Regions from separate parts of the Zea mays genome. Here all the other regions are linked to region 3. A link is a contact called in public Hi-C data. All regions are on one chromosome and are shown on one strand. Each heading gives the region's core, a stretch centred on a gene start, on an enhancer-like site or on the middle of the called end of the contact. The rest is flanking DNA. Distances are from core to core; before and after follow the strand shown. Region 1 holds the start of LOC100283947 (calnexin). Region 2 holds the start of LOC100273593. Region 3 holds the start of LOC100282091.

Region 1 (4,679 bases), core at 1,911-4,410, 270 kb after region 3:
CGGGTCCTCCGACGTGGGCCTGCTGTCTCCTCCTTTTCGTCCTCTTTCTCATCCTTGTCGCCACTGCTTCCAGCACCGTCGGTCACTGTGGCCTTGGGCTTCTTCGCCTCAGCTGCAGGTTTCACAGGTGCCTGGAACAAGTAAATGTAGTGGGTTGAGCAAGCATTCTCTTCAAGTTCAGAACCGTGGCAGCAGTAAAACATTGGCTGGGAATAACTTACCACCGGCTTCTTGCCTCCAAACAGGATCTTGAAGAGAACGGTAACGAACACGACGACAACGGAGACCAGAATGCCAATAGTGATGTTGGGCTGCTTCTCTCCCTTCTCGATAACATCCTGTGTACAAGATGTAGATAGAACATGTTATTTTCTTGATAACACAAAACCTGACGTTTGACAGGAGAGGATAGCAAATATCTCCAGAACTCACAATGATCTTGGTTTTGTAGGGTGCCAAGAACGGAACATCAGCAATCTTGTACAGGACGTCAAAAATCTTCTTCTGCAGAGGCAAAACCCATTAGGGACAAGATGGAACAAAGACGACTAATGAAGAAAGAAATAACAGTTATGGTTGCAAAAGATCAGAAAAATGGATCACCTGGAACTCAGAAAGACCATCTGCACCAGCAGCAGCCTCCTCCTCAGCCTTCTCCTTTTCCTTCTCAACATCATACTTGGGCTTCCAGGTCTTCTCCAGAATGGAGGTGGCAACCTTCTCATCGTCAGCAATCAAGATATTGTCAAACAGGATGCCATCCTGCATTGTCCAGATCTCAATCCCAATAGCAGCAATTGGATCAAAGTCAGGCTTGTCAAGCTCAAAGTACTCAGGGTTGGGGATCTCCTGAGGCTTCCAGATTCCCTTGTAGTTGGGGTTGTCAATCATAGGTGCATGCCACTTGCCCTTGTAAGCAGGATTCTGCTTCATTGGCCTCTTCCACTCGCCACATCCAGGTGCCTCTTCACACTTGGGGTTGTCAATCTTTGGCGCCTCCCATTCACCATCCTCCTCATCGTCCCAGTCCTCAGGCTTGGCTGCCTCAGGATCATCAATCTCCTCAGGTTCATCATCCAACCATCCCTCAGGCTTGGTGGCTTCATCATCCACAATTTCCATCGGGGCATCCTCATCCCAGTCATCAGGCTTTACTGCATCTGGATCAGGAATTTTAGCTCTCTCATCCCAGTCCTCCGGCTTCTTGTCATCAGGGTCAGGAATGGTCTTGGATGGGATAAGTGCTGGCTCAAAATCATCAGCAGAAAGGAAGTTCGCCTTCTTCTTTTCTTCCCCATCTACCAAAATTTTGACCTCATTGTCTGGCTTCAAGATAGCCGTGTAGACATGAGAGAGCTTGTCATATGGGACAGATGGTGGGAATTTGAGATGATGCTCAACATACTTTCCAGTCTTAGGATTCTTGTGCTTAAGGATGAAATGAACCTTGTTGGTTGATCCACACTTATCTGGACCAAACATAATAGTGTATGGAGTCTCATTATCAAACTCCTTGGCATCCCATCCAGCATCCTGAGGGCGGATGTACTTAATGTAGGCACCTCCGCATTCAAGGCCATTCTGAAGTCTCACTTCAAACTGCAGGACCACTGTCCCATCCTTCAAGGTAACTGGCTCATCAAGCTCCTTGATTATGGCGTATTTCCTTGCCTTCTCACTAACAAGGAGGCCATAGTCCTCATGACCATCACTCTTGGCATGCCTCCACACACCTACAAAACAGAGTATGTAGGCATTAAGCTATGAAACACACAAAAAAGAACAGAAATTATGACTACAATGTTCAAACAGTGGCAGGCAACAAGCAGTTAAAATAAGGATTGCAATACTGTTTAAAATGGCATTACAGAACCAGGATACTACTCCCTTCATCCACATATGCAAGCAACATGTTGTTTCGGAAAGTGTAACTTTGCAAACTTTGACTAACAATTAGTCAAATTAATTATGGTGTGTTTGGTGCACAAAGGTTGCATAGATGCATATTCAAATTATAACAAATGACACCAATATTCACAGATAAATAGCATACCAGATAACCAGAAAGATCTAACAGGCACCTACTAAAACTTAGTACCGCAAGCTTACTTCATATGAAGAGTGTTTAATGTGGGCACAGAATTACAGGAATATAAAAATACCACTAGCAAACTGAACATACTGACAATTTTATTATTTTTTGGATGACGTAGTTCATTAACACATGCATATAGATAAAATTATTATTCAAAATATCTCCTGATGTCTCATCCTATAATCTAGTACAAGTTAATCACTCCCTCCAGTTAGGAATAGATGAGGCTACTTTCGATTATCTGAGCATCAGTACATTTTGGCAGTTACAGAAACATCAACCATCCATATCAACAATGAGCACACTGCACACACAGAGAAACCAGTCACTCCAATGATCCTCTGTTCGTTAGAGCTACAGACCATTGTAACTTGTGTTGGCACACTCAAAAAGTTATACTGTAAGCTGGAAGGCAAGAACACTCCTCGATTGCATATAGTACGTTGGAATGTGGAGACTAGCCATAGCTCTGCATCTAGAGCGGTGCTGCTAGCGAAGCACATCCGGACAAACTAAAGCACATACATGATTGACAACATACATGACTGACAGTATCAATCGTGGATCTCATGAGTAATTGCACAGTTACCTCTCAGTTTAAACACGGGAAAGTGCGATCTCGGACGAAGAAGCTCCCATAACCCCACTAAACCCACGGATCTAAACAGATCTAGCGAAACCATAACGAGCGAGAGAAAAAAAATGCGCGCGCTTACCTTGGTATTCATCCTTCTTGGAGACGACCCATCTCCCCTCAAAGTCCTCATCGAACGGCTCGTACAGCAGCTGCAAACAACAACACCGAAACCCGGAGTGACCATCACAAATCTCACCCACAAAGTTCCGAGGGAAAAAAGATAGCGAAATCGCAACAGGCTGGCTTAGATTACCGGGTCGGAGGCGTGGATCTGAAAGACCAACGCCGAGACCAGGAGGAGGAGGAGGAGCGCGCGCCCTCCCATCGTCCTCTCAATGTCACGATCTCCTCGAGCCGGGGAGTTTCTCCAAACCTTCCAACCAGAGCGAGGCCTCCGCGAGAGGGAGCAGACGCTGGCAGTATAAGAAGTGGGCGCGGTGGAGAGGCTACACGGCTGAGATCAGGAGAGAGGAAAAGGAACGGTGGGTAGCAGGGCCGGCAGTTGCGAGGAGAAGGCCTTGGTGTGACTTGTTCCGACCAATGGGAGGGCGCGGGACGTGGTGCTGACCAATTGCACGCTGCCACGTCTGACTCGTGACGCTTTGCTCTTGTAGGACGCCATGTCAGCCGCCCCACGAACACGCACGACGGTGGTATCCGGCCAGCCGGCATCTCCAGTGAATACAGAGGCCTTCTACTGACTTTAGATATTCTCGATGACAATTTTGTACCACTTTTTTCAACACTGACATATCATCAAAAATGCTATAAAACTATGAATAAAATAATGTCTCTTAATGTAAAATTTCACTTCACTATTTCATACATTAACATGTCAATTAAATATTGCAACTCAATGACCAATACAAATTAGTAAAATATGTGAAGAGAAACAAATCATTTTCAATGGAGGTCTCCATGGTTTCTAAGACATTGGAAAAAAAAGTTGATGTGACACACTATTAAATGTGTGTGAAACCACTATAAAATCATTATTGTGAATAGCCTTAGGGCACATACAGCGCCGTTAAATACGACGTCTCTAAAGTCACGTAAGCTACAATTAAATAAAAAAAATTCGACGTGGATGCTAATTAAGGAGAAGATAGGCATAGATCGTCCTTTAGTGAAGACACGGTTTCGGCCTATGCTCCAATACAAGAGACGGTAAGACAACCAATGTATGACTTCTTTGGTCCTTGTTCCACACATGATAGGTAACCTACTGTATGACTTATTATTTATATTGTATATACCTGTTTGTAATATACATATAGACAACTATTGTTTGTGGGTTGTACATGCTCTTATGGGGTGTTTGGTTTCACCTAATGTCATATCAAATGTTTAAATGATAACTACGGATAGTAAATATAGTCTAATTATAAGATTAATTGTACAGATAAAGACTAAAAGACAAAACGAAACTATTGAACCTAATTATGTCTATATTTAATATTTATAATTGATATTTAGATAATTGATATGATACAAACTAAATTTTAGTCAGGGGAACTAAAAATACCACGTAAATTTTATAAGTGGTAGAGTTTCAACAGTTCAACAATTATGGGTTGTTCCTCTCTTTCGTACGTCATGCCCCTCATGTGTAACAGTCTGTCAAGGTAATAGACGACGACAGAGAGGCACCAAAGGGTATTCGGGTGAAGAAGCAAAGCACCAGAGTATTTGGGCTAGATTGGACCCAGCAATGGGGGTACACTGTTGGCGAGCGTATGTAACTGAGGCCATGTGGGAGTTGGAGACTTAGCTTGGGGAAGGAGTTGGCGCTGGTTGTGTCTAGACGGTGACGTCATGTGTGAGTGAATCCCTTCTGTTCGTCGAGAATTCTAGTAAAACTCTATAACTTCGTGAGAGAAGGATAGTTTCAGGGGCGGGGCTCGCTATCATCACCATCTATCTCTCACAATTGGTATTAGATTCTTG
Region 2 (4,215 bases), core at 256-2,755, 440 kb before region 3:
TTAAAAGCCTAACACATATCGATATCAGGAAAATACGCAAGAGAACTAAAGCTTGTTAGCTCATCTATAGGCTGTGTTTGGTTTACGGGGGATAATGGAAATCTAATACTGAGAACACATTAGACTTCCAAATGTAGCTTATTCTGTGCTTTGGATTCTGTGCACGAAGAAACAAAATCTCACAATCAAGAGCTCGCCGTATTTTCTCGGATACCCCACCCGCTGCAGATTCTATTATCTTGGGGAAACCAAACGAAGCCTATGTCTTAGCTGTTAAAACAACTCAACAAGCATAAACAGGTGCTGTAGCATGCAAGAAACACTCAAACCTACATTGAACTAGAATCCTAGTAGTGGCCCATATCGAGGTAAACATAGATTATGGTGACACATAAACAACAGGTCACAAATTTTAGAATCATCTATCACAAACTGAAAAAAATAATAGTATCAATCTTTCTATTAAAATGGTCTTTTTGTGCTTAAGCAACTGAATTAGATCCATTCACATGAATAGAGCTTTGATAATGTTTCTATTCATCAAATTTGATCCTTAGCATGATAGCAAGAGGTAAGCATGGACAAATTCTCACCTGAAATAGGATTTCCCTTCCATTCTTGATGATTCCATCTGTAAAAAAAGAACAAGACAATAACCACATTCCATGAGAAACTTTATTAAAGAGCCAAAACAACGAACTAGAGGGGCAGAAACTAGCACTTCACGCTTCAAGAACGTGAGCGTGAATAGACAAGGAGAACACAAGTTGCATGGATTGCACATGTACCGTCGCGTGCTGTCTGTTCGTCGGATTTATCACCCGAAATCTGCACGGATTCATCGTTAACACATCGTCAGAACGAGCTCACTGGTCAGTGAGTCAAGAATAACGCCGTCACGACAACGTACGACACGATACAACACGGCAGATGCTCGCCAACTCACCATCTGGCCCATCCAAACTCAGACCGAAATTCAAGCAGAACGCACAACACGCAGCGAAAGCCTTCAACGCGCACTGCAGGAGCCTTCAGCCAGCGCGCAGCTACCTATGTAGCCGCGGCGGTTGGCATGGAGCTGGCAGCGGGCGGGCACGCGGAGCGAGGCGCCGTGCGGTGTTACCGGGGTCCAGTGGGCGCGGGAGCCCGCGGCATGCGCAGCGACCGTGGCGCCCAAGTGGGGAGCGGGGACCAAAGTTGTCGGCACCCCGCGACCCTACGCCGATCGGATGGAGTTGACGGCGGAAACTCCTCTACCTCGCCGCGTGCAACGGGGGGATGGGCTGGAAACACCGGTCAACCGGCCACAATTTCGGCAGCGGCTTCGAATTTGCTCCCGCTGGCATTGATCCGACGGGATGAGGAAGGATGGGAAGAAGGAGAAGTTAGCTTTGCCTTGTCCCTTTGGGAATTGGGATTCCGTTGCTCTTCTGCGCTTTTCCGATCGAGACTTGGAGTGGAATCGCCGGCGAAGGATTTGGGGATTCGATTTGAGTTTTCTCGGCGACGTCCATTGAAAGAAAAAAAAAGGGATGATAAAAAGATACTGGTTTTGGACCTGATGGGTCGGAAGATGGGCCCAGTTCTGTATGGGCTGCAGAATAAGGCACCTAACTTGCCCACAACGCAGTGCAAGGCCCCTAACGTGAAAACCCATACTCCATACCCAGCCCATACTACATATACCCAGTTTAGCCCCAAAGTTCACATGCACACGTGAAGTCCGAACCAATGTGGCGAAGGGCAGAGACTCGAACGAGGGAAAGGACGAGGAAAAGGAATGAGAAGCTGTATCAGGTGAAAATTTTATGTATATAGTTCTGTAGAAGTACAATAAAGATGACTTATCTGTCGACTTTTCTATTATCAATCTAAAAAAACTTAACTCTGCCTTACATAAAGTTGCGAGAGACTTATCTGTTAACTTTTCCACTATCAACCTAAAAAACCTAACTCTGCCTTACGTAAAGTTGCCGGAGTACAGTTAACCTCTACTGCATTTTGGTTGAACCGGTCAAATGCTAGACAGGGAGGAGGACTGAGACTGAGGTGTGGTTTACATTTTACTGACTAGAATCGTGTCAGTAACTAAAAATATTAATCAAGTAGTTAACTTTAATGTGTGTAGTATCGTTAAAATAAATATTTTGAACCTGATGTTCGTGACATTCTATTCATCGTCCGTCATATTATTAAGTGTTTATAAAAAAATAAACAAACAACTAGTAATTTAAGTTCTACTAATAACACTACTAGAAAAATGCCTATTGGAGGAGGTACTCGCCATGGCGTCGTCCTCACGCATCCCTAGCTTGGAGCCAACGCCCCCGCTGAATGCAACCTTGCTCCCTCCATCTAGATCAACGACAGAGAATAGAGCAAGAGAAAGAGAACAAGGGAGATAGCAGTGCGGGGGAGGGGCGTGAGGGTGCGGGTGGGGTCGTACGTAAGGGCGGGATGATACGGATGTCCTTGGTCGTTAGATGTGAGTGAGAGAAAGGATGAGGAAGAGAGATCTGGACGGATCAATGTAAGGGTCTGTTTGGTTGGGTTGTGGCTGTGAAAAAAAATGTTGTGGGCTGTGAATTGCTAAAAAACTAAAAATTGTTTGGTGGAAAGCCGCTAAAAGCAGTTTCATAGGTGCTTTCAATTTTGCACTACAAGAAAGTCGGCTTTTAGAAAAAGCTGCTTTCAAGATTCAACCCTTTGGTTTGGCTTTTATGGAGCAAAAGCCAAAAGCCAAACCAAACACATGTGGACTTTTTGTGTGTACAAAACGAGGTACACGAAAACACGTCTCAGCTGGGGTCATTTGTTAGGTGGATCTAGATTAATTTGAACCAGTGTTTTCTTTAGGGTATAAATACACAAACGCATAGGCAAAAAATATTGATAGTTATTAGGACCTTTTTCCCTCTAGGGGCTACTTTGAGAACCTCAAATCCCCTTCGGGATTGGAGGGGGTTGAGATGGAAATGAACTAATTTCCTCTCCAATCCTCTTTAATCCTGAAGGGAATTTCAGTTTTCAAACTAGCCCTAGATTGGTTTGTTTGTGATGCTTCTTAGCGGGAGAGAGAGGATAAAATAAAAAAACGAGAGACCTTTTCCCCTAGATTGGCATGGAGAGATCATACATACATGGAGGAATAAACTTTAGAGCCCACTGAACTTCGTCGACCAGCAAAGCTTTCACCATGGCCAATACTAGATTTGTTCAAACCTCAGGTCTGGTTCGGGTCGGGTCGGGTCGAGACCAGGTTGTGGGTCGTTTGACACGGCTCGTACTCAATCCATGCCTAGTGTTGGGTCATGTCGGGTCGGCCCATGCTTCCCCATTGGATGTGTCGGTGTAGGATCTAGGACACCGGCTAGAGGGGGGTGAATAGACGGTTTTGACTAAAATAAAAAACACTAGAGAAATTTAATCAATATGACAAGAGGTATAAATTCTCTAGTGACAACAAGTAAGCAATCTATGAGAAACAACTATGGTAATTGTATACAAGAGAGACAATATGTGAAATACTAATTACTTGCACGGTAATAAGTAATGCGAGAAGAGAAAGACACCGGATTTTATCCCATGACATCGGTGATTTGCCGATCACCCCTAATCCACGTTGAGGTGGACTTCAAGCTCTCACTTGCTCCTCTATCAAGACGCAACTTGATCTTTGAGCCAAGTGGACAAGAAATCAATCAATACCTCGTTTCCACTAGCATCGCCTTTGTCGCTCCGGCGAGGTAGGCGCGAACCAACCCCTCACAATCGACACCGCGGCTCCTCCACAATCTTCTTGGAGAGCTCCACGAAGACAACACCCGAGTCGTCTAGGAGGCGGCAACCTCCAAGAGTAACAAGCCGATGACGCTTGCCCGGTGTACCACCTACTGCCTCAAGAATCACCAATAGATGCAAATGCACTAGGAACTCTCAATCTCTCACTAGAATGCAATCTCAAGCAAGGAGTATGAGAGAATGAGTGGGAGGATCACAAATGAGCTCAATGTGTGCAAGGAATGGCCAAGAGAGCCCTCACACACGAGCTCCCCTTCTATTTATAGCCCACCTCACAATTCTAACCGTTATGTGCAACTAGCACAGTTTCTGCGCACACGCGGACGGTCCGCGCCCTTAGGCCGGACGGTCCGCCGTACAAGTAACGGCTAGTTTTCCCGTTTGAAATCTGTCAGAGTTGTCAGAAAAGCGAGG
Region 3 (4,751 bases), core at 2,221-4,720:
ACATGCTTGAGCTTTGATGTTGGACTCATAAATCATCAAGTCGGCTTGACTTGATCTAGATTGACATCACTTGGCTCCAACATCCTGTAAAGGTCACATAGAACATCTCCAAACATAGGAACAACCCAAACTAAAGATCAAGGTGAACTTAACTCTTTTGGGCTGCTTCCAGTTCTGGTTTTGACACTTGTTCTCCTTCTAGTGACCTTGATCTCCTCCTTAGAGCTTGATCTTGAGCCTTATGACTTACACCACATACTTGTAGCTGTTACCTCATTGGCTGTAAGTCACGTCCTTATGTAGTGATCCTTGATGTGCCGTAGCTGTTCTCAACTCGATCACCCTTGACTTTGCAAGCCTCCTTCTTCACCCTTGGCTTTGGGTTCCTCAGCCTCCTTGACCTTCTCCCGTGCACTTGGTACCTCGAAGCTCTTCTTGCCTCCGTCCTTGGCTTGATCAGTTGTCTCCGAGCTACGCACCCGAGTCTCACTTTATGCGATGTCCATCTTACTTGTGATGTCCATCATGTATCCATAATCCAGTTCTTGGACTATCACATTTGTTCACTTGTGTTGAACCCTGTAGGCTTTACCTTAAGCACCTGTTCAACACTTAGTACACTTGTTAGTCCTTTAATTGAGTTGTCATCCAAACACCAAAACTCACAAGAGAGCTTTCAGGTTGGTCTTCTCCTACTCTAACCGGTGCGGGTACAATCTACAAAAAAAAGTAGAATATTCAAATTAGTATATATATACATTCAAATATATGTATGGCTGACTCATGAACCGTAGGGACTAGCTAGTTGGCTAAATATATGTAAATTAGCTAAATATATGTATGGCAACTCATGAACAACCATGTATGAACAACAAACATATATTTAAATTATATATGAACATATATATGGGTGTGTTTAAATTAGCTAAATATATGAACAACAAACACACCCATACATGGATGATCCATATATGTATGAACAACAATATTTGTGCATATGAGTTGCCTGAACATATTTAAATTAGCTACATTTACATTGCTGTCGCGGGAGTCCTACCACAGATGAACGACCAGAAAACAACCCTCAAGAGCTCAGTAGCTCAGCTGATCTCCCTAGCAATGGGGATGCTGGTCGCTCTAGGCATTTCTATGGTAGAATAATCTGAACCCCCATTTCACCAGTTGCAGCTTTAGGTCCAACCGAGTTACCCCAAGTCGATATAATGCTCTAGCAGCTCCTCCAGACTAGAAGCAGGGTTTTCTGATCCTCCCGGACAAGATCTGCGCGTGCTTTGGCCTGGAACTCTGGCTTTGCCGGACTCCGGACGCTCATAGCTGACGAGCAGTGCGTGTAATTAATCGAGCTTCTCGCGTACGTTGCTACTTGATTTGGACGACCAAATCTAGCCAGCCTACTAAGGTATTTGCATGCAATAGTTATATTAGCAAATAGTTTTGAGAACCGCTGCTGCCCAAACTAGTATTTTCTTAGGTTTAGAAATTCCATCCGAAACGGAGGGCAGCAAGGCTCCCGTAGGTGGCGGCGACCATCAGCGGAGTGTGAAGCGTCGGCAAGAAACTCAATCCCTAGGACATAGACACAGGAGAGGAGAAGGGAAGCAAGAACTCACAGGAGAAAAGAGCCCTGACGAAGAGGGCGACCAGCGGCGGAAGAAGCCTTGCGTCGCCATCGTCTCGAATCGCGCCACTGCTCGCTTCCGCACCGTGGGCGGCGTAGTGTGGCCGGGATGAGTTCCACAGCTGTTGGTTTGTGGACGAATTCGAGGCCGGGGTTGAGGTTTTTCGTGTGGATTGGGCCTGGTTTGTAAACACGTGTGGGCTAAGCGAACAACTATTTCTTCGTGAGCTGGTATTTGATCCAGGTTGGGATGACACCCATGGATCACGCCATCATACCAGCCAATTCCAACTCTAACGAACAAGCCCTTAGGTGGAACCAAACAGTTCCTACTTATGCATAAAGTGGTACTCTTGCCATATCAGAGGGACAGGAGGCGACTACTGTGCTGCTTGCCTGCTTGTACCACTGGCATAACCGGTCAACCGCTAAGCCTGACGCCTGATAATTAAAGTCTTTCCAAGCTTGCCAGCCCAGCGGAGGTCGTTGATCGTACTTAACGTACCCAATGATCCGGGCCGGCATGCATCTGGAATCGAATCATTTGAAGAAAAAAAAAACCCCATATGCAACGTGCGGAGAAAATCACTTTGCATGGTTCGTGGTTCCTGACTTCCCGCGCGCCTTTCTCGCTGGGTGGCGTTGAAACCGCAGCCGCACGTCGTCCAGGCAGGGACTGCGACTGTTTGGGCCGCGTCGCATCGCATCGCCATGGTTCGTCGTTCGAGGGTGAAGTTTCACTGCGACTGCGAGATCGGATCTTTCTCGCGTGCGGTAAGCCCGTCTCCGACGGGGGAAGACTTTGACCGGCTGCCCCGCCGCAGCCGGAGATGCACATCGCTGCTTTTACTAGTGGCACGGACACGGACACGGACACGGATGCGCTAGTTTTAGCTTTCCCATCCGATCCAGAACAAAGCAGAGAAAAAAAGCCAGGACGACATGCACTAGCTAGCTAGACGACTTGAATCGGCCATGAAACATGGAAGTGGGGTGTGGCCCATCCATCAACATTTGTTGATCCATCCATCCAGCCCGGTCCACGTCCACCGCCGAACATCATATCGCACTCATCAGATTTCTCGACGTATTCTTAATTCTTATGTATGTAATTTATTTTGATCGGATTTCTCAACGTTTAATACAAAAGAGAGAGAGAGAGATAAATAAAAAGATAGAGAGAGAAAAAACAGGAGGAGGACAAAGAACGCGAGAAAATAAAATCTGATAGGGAAAAAAGATTAAAAAAATCAATAAATGGAAAAGCGAGAAAATTGAACGGATGTCAGCCCATGAATGTGACCAAGAGAAAGGTGAGAGAAATGGAGAAAAAAGGAAAATACCAAAGAACGGTAGATACGGAGAGATAAAAACAACCATTTACTACAGATCACATACACGCACGTGAAAGCGAAAGCAAAATGAATAACACATACTACAGTCCATCGAGTATGTACTACCTACCCATCATATTGGCAGCAGCAGCAGCAGACCACGGGGTAAAAAAAATCTGATCACTCCGTTGGTTCGCTGAAATAAACCGAGTGAATGTCCGCCCGTCTGGAATGGGGATTAGCTAGCAGCTTGCTATTGCTAGGCGAACCGCGAACGGCGTCCGCCCCACCCGGCCCGGCCAGGGCGGGTGGAAAGCGATCCGATTTTGTCCCGGCCTCGATCGCATCCGCGCGCCGTGCCCCCCCTACTACGTGTTTTTGTTGGCACCGGCTCACAGTCTTCGCTCTTCCGCCCCACCCGAGCCGGAGTCATGGCATGCCTTCCCTAACCGTGACAGTATATATATAACCACATCGGTTGCAAACCATCCATTCTCACTCCTCCCACTGGCGGTCGGTTCCCACGCCCGCCCAACGCCTTCGCGGTCGTCCTTGAGTTGCGCCTTGCGCCTTGCCATGGCCGTGCAGGGGCGGCACCTGTCGCACGACCTAGCAGCCCAGGCGGCGGGCGGCTACCTGTTCCTGGACGAGTACGCCGGGTGCGCGCCAGCCGCGGCCCCGGCCCCGGCCCGGATCGGGGACGCCACGACGGCGCTCAGCGACTTCCCGCGCGTCGAGGTTGCCTGGTGCAACTACGACGGCTTCCTGCCGAGGAAGCGGCCGCGCCTGGAGACGGCGGCGCCAGCAGCGGGCGGTGGTCTCTCAGAAGACCAGCGCGCGGGTTTGCCTCCGGCGGGCACGGAGCGCCTGCTGCCACTGCCTGTGGCTGTGGCACCGTTCGTCAACGCGCGGAGCCGCCGGGCGGTGGCGGCCTCCGGCACGGCGTCCACCAGTGGGAGGGTGGCAAGTGGCGCGACCGTGGCGGCCTCGCGGGGACTGCTGTCGTCGTGGACGCACCGCCACGGCGTGGAGATCGACGCGCTCGTTAGACTTGAGGTACGGGCGGCCATTGTTCGGTCGTGATCTTCATCTATCATCTGTCAATTGATGGTTAATAACTGGGAATCGACCGACTTCTTCCTTCTTCGTCATATGGGGACAACAACGCATGGTCCGACGGTGTCTGATCTGTGAGACATTATCTTGTGGTGCACAGGCAGAGAGGATGCGCGCGGCGCTGGAGGAGGCGCGGCGGCGGCACGCCCGCGCGCTGCTGGCCGCCGTGGGGCGCGCCGCGTCGGGGCGGCTGCGCGCGTCGGAGACGGACCTCGAGCGCGCGCTCCGGCGCGGCGCGGAGCTGGAGGAGAAGGCCCGGCAGGCGGGCGCCGAGTGCCAGGCGTGGATGGCCGTCGCCAGGAGGCACGAGGCCGCCGCCGCTGGCCTCCGCGCCACGCTGGACCAGCTCCTGCAGTCACCCTATGGCGCCGGCGGCGGCCGCGAGGAAGGCGGTGAGGCCGAGGACGCCGAGTCGTGTTGCTTCGAGGACGGCGGCGCGTCGTGCGCGTCCAGGTCCAAGCTGGCGTGCAGGTCGTGCGGCGCCGGCGAGGCGTCCGTGCTGCTGCTCCCGTGCCGGCACCTGTGCCTGTGCCGCGCGTGCGAGGCCGGCGTGGACGCCTGCCCCGTCTGCGCGGCCGCCAAGAACGGCTCGCTCCACGTCCTCGTCTCCTGATGGACTGAACATGTTCGTCGCCGACTGGTTACGCTACGTCACACGAGGC

What was found. A called contact is a pair of places that touch in the nucleus more often than the background predicts.
Region 1: a contact with region 3 is called in a Hi-C map of leaf, with 6 times the contacts expected there. The contact joins the promoter of LOC100283947 here to the promoter of LOC100282091 in region 3. A contact is called at or near these places in 4 of 25 Hi-C or Micro-C datasets (ear and leaf).
Region 2: a Hi-C map of ear shows a contact between it and region 3, with 5 times the contacts expected there. The contact joins the promoter of LOC100273593 here to the promoter of LOC100282091 in region 3. A contact is called at or near these places in 3 of 25 Hi-C or Micro-C datasets (bundle sheath, ear and tassel).

Annotation. Positions count from the first base shown.
Region 1 is chr2:63,529,954-63,534,632 of Zm-B73-REFERENCE-NAM-5.0, forward strand. It overlaps LOC100283947 (calnexin), which reads right to left and starts at 3,161. Exons shown (of 6, transcript NM_001156845.1): 1 at 2,986-3,161; 2 at 2,812-2,881; 3 at 604-1,733; 4 at 433-504; 5 at 222-338; 6 at 1-131. The coding sequence starts at 3,057. All of the region lies in intron 2 of LOC103646531 (a long non-coding RNA gene), which reads left to right.
Region 2 is chr2:62,820,935-62,825,149 of Zm-B73-REFERENCE-NAM-5.0, forward strand. LOC100273593 reads right to left here and starts at 1,506. Exons shown (of 12, transcript NM_001148010.1): 1 at 947-1,506; 2 at 789-828; 3 at 594-631; 4 at 1-8. The coding sequence starts at 958.
Region 3 is chr2:63,263,438-63,268,188 of Zm-B73-REFERENCE-NAM-5.0, forward strand. It overlaps LOC100282091, which reads left to right and starts at 3,471. Exons shown (of 2, transcript NM_001371822.1): 1 at 3,471-4,029; 2 at 4,190-4,751. The coding sequence starts at 3,550. The coding sequence ends at 4,702.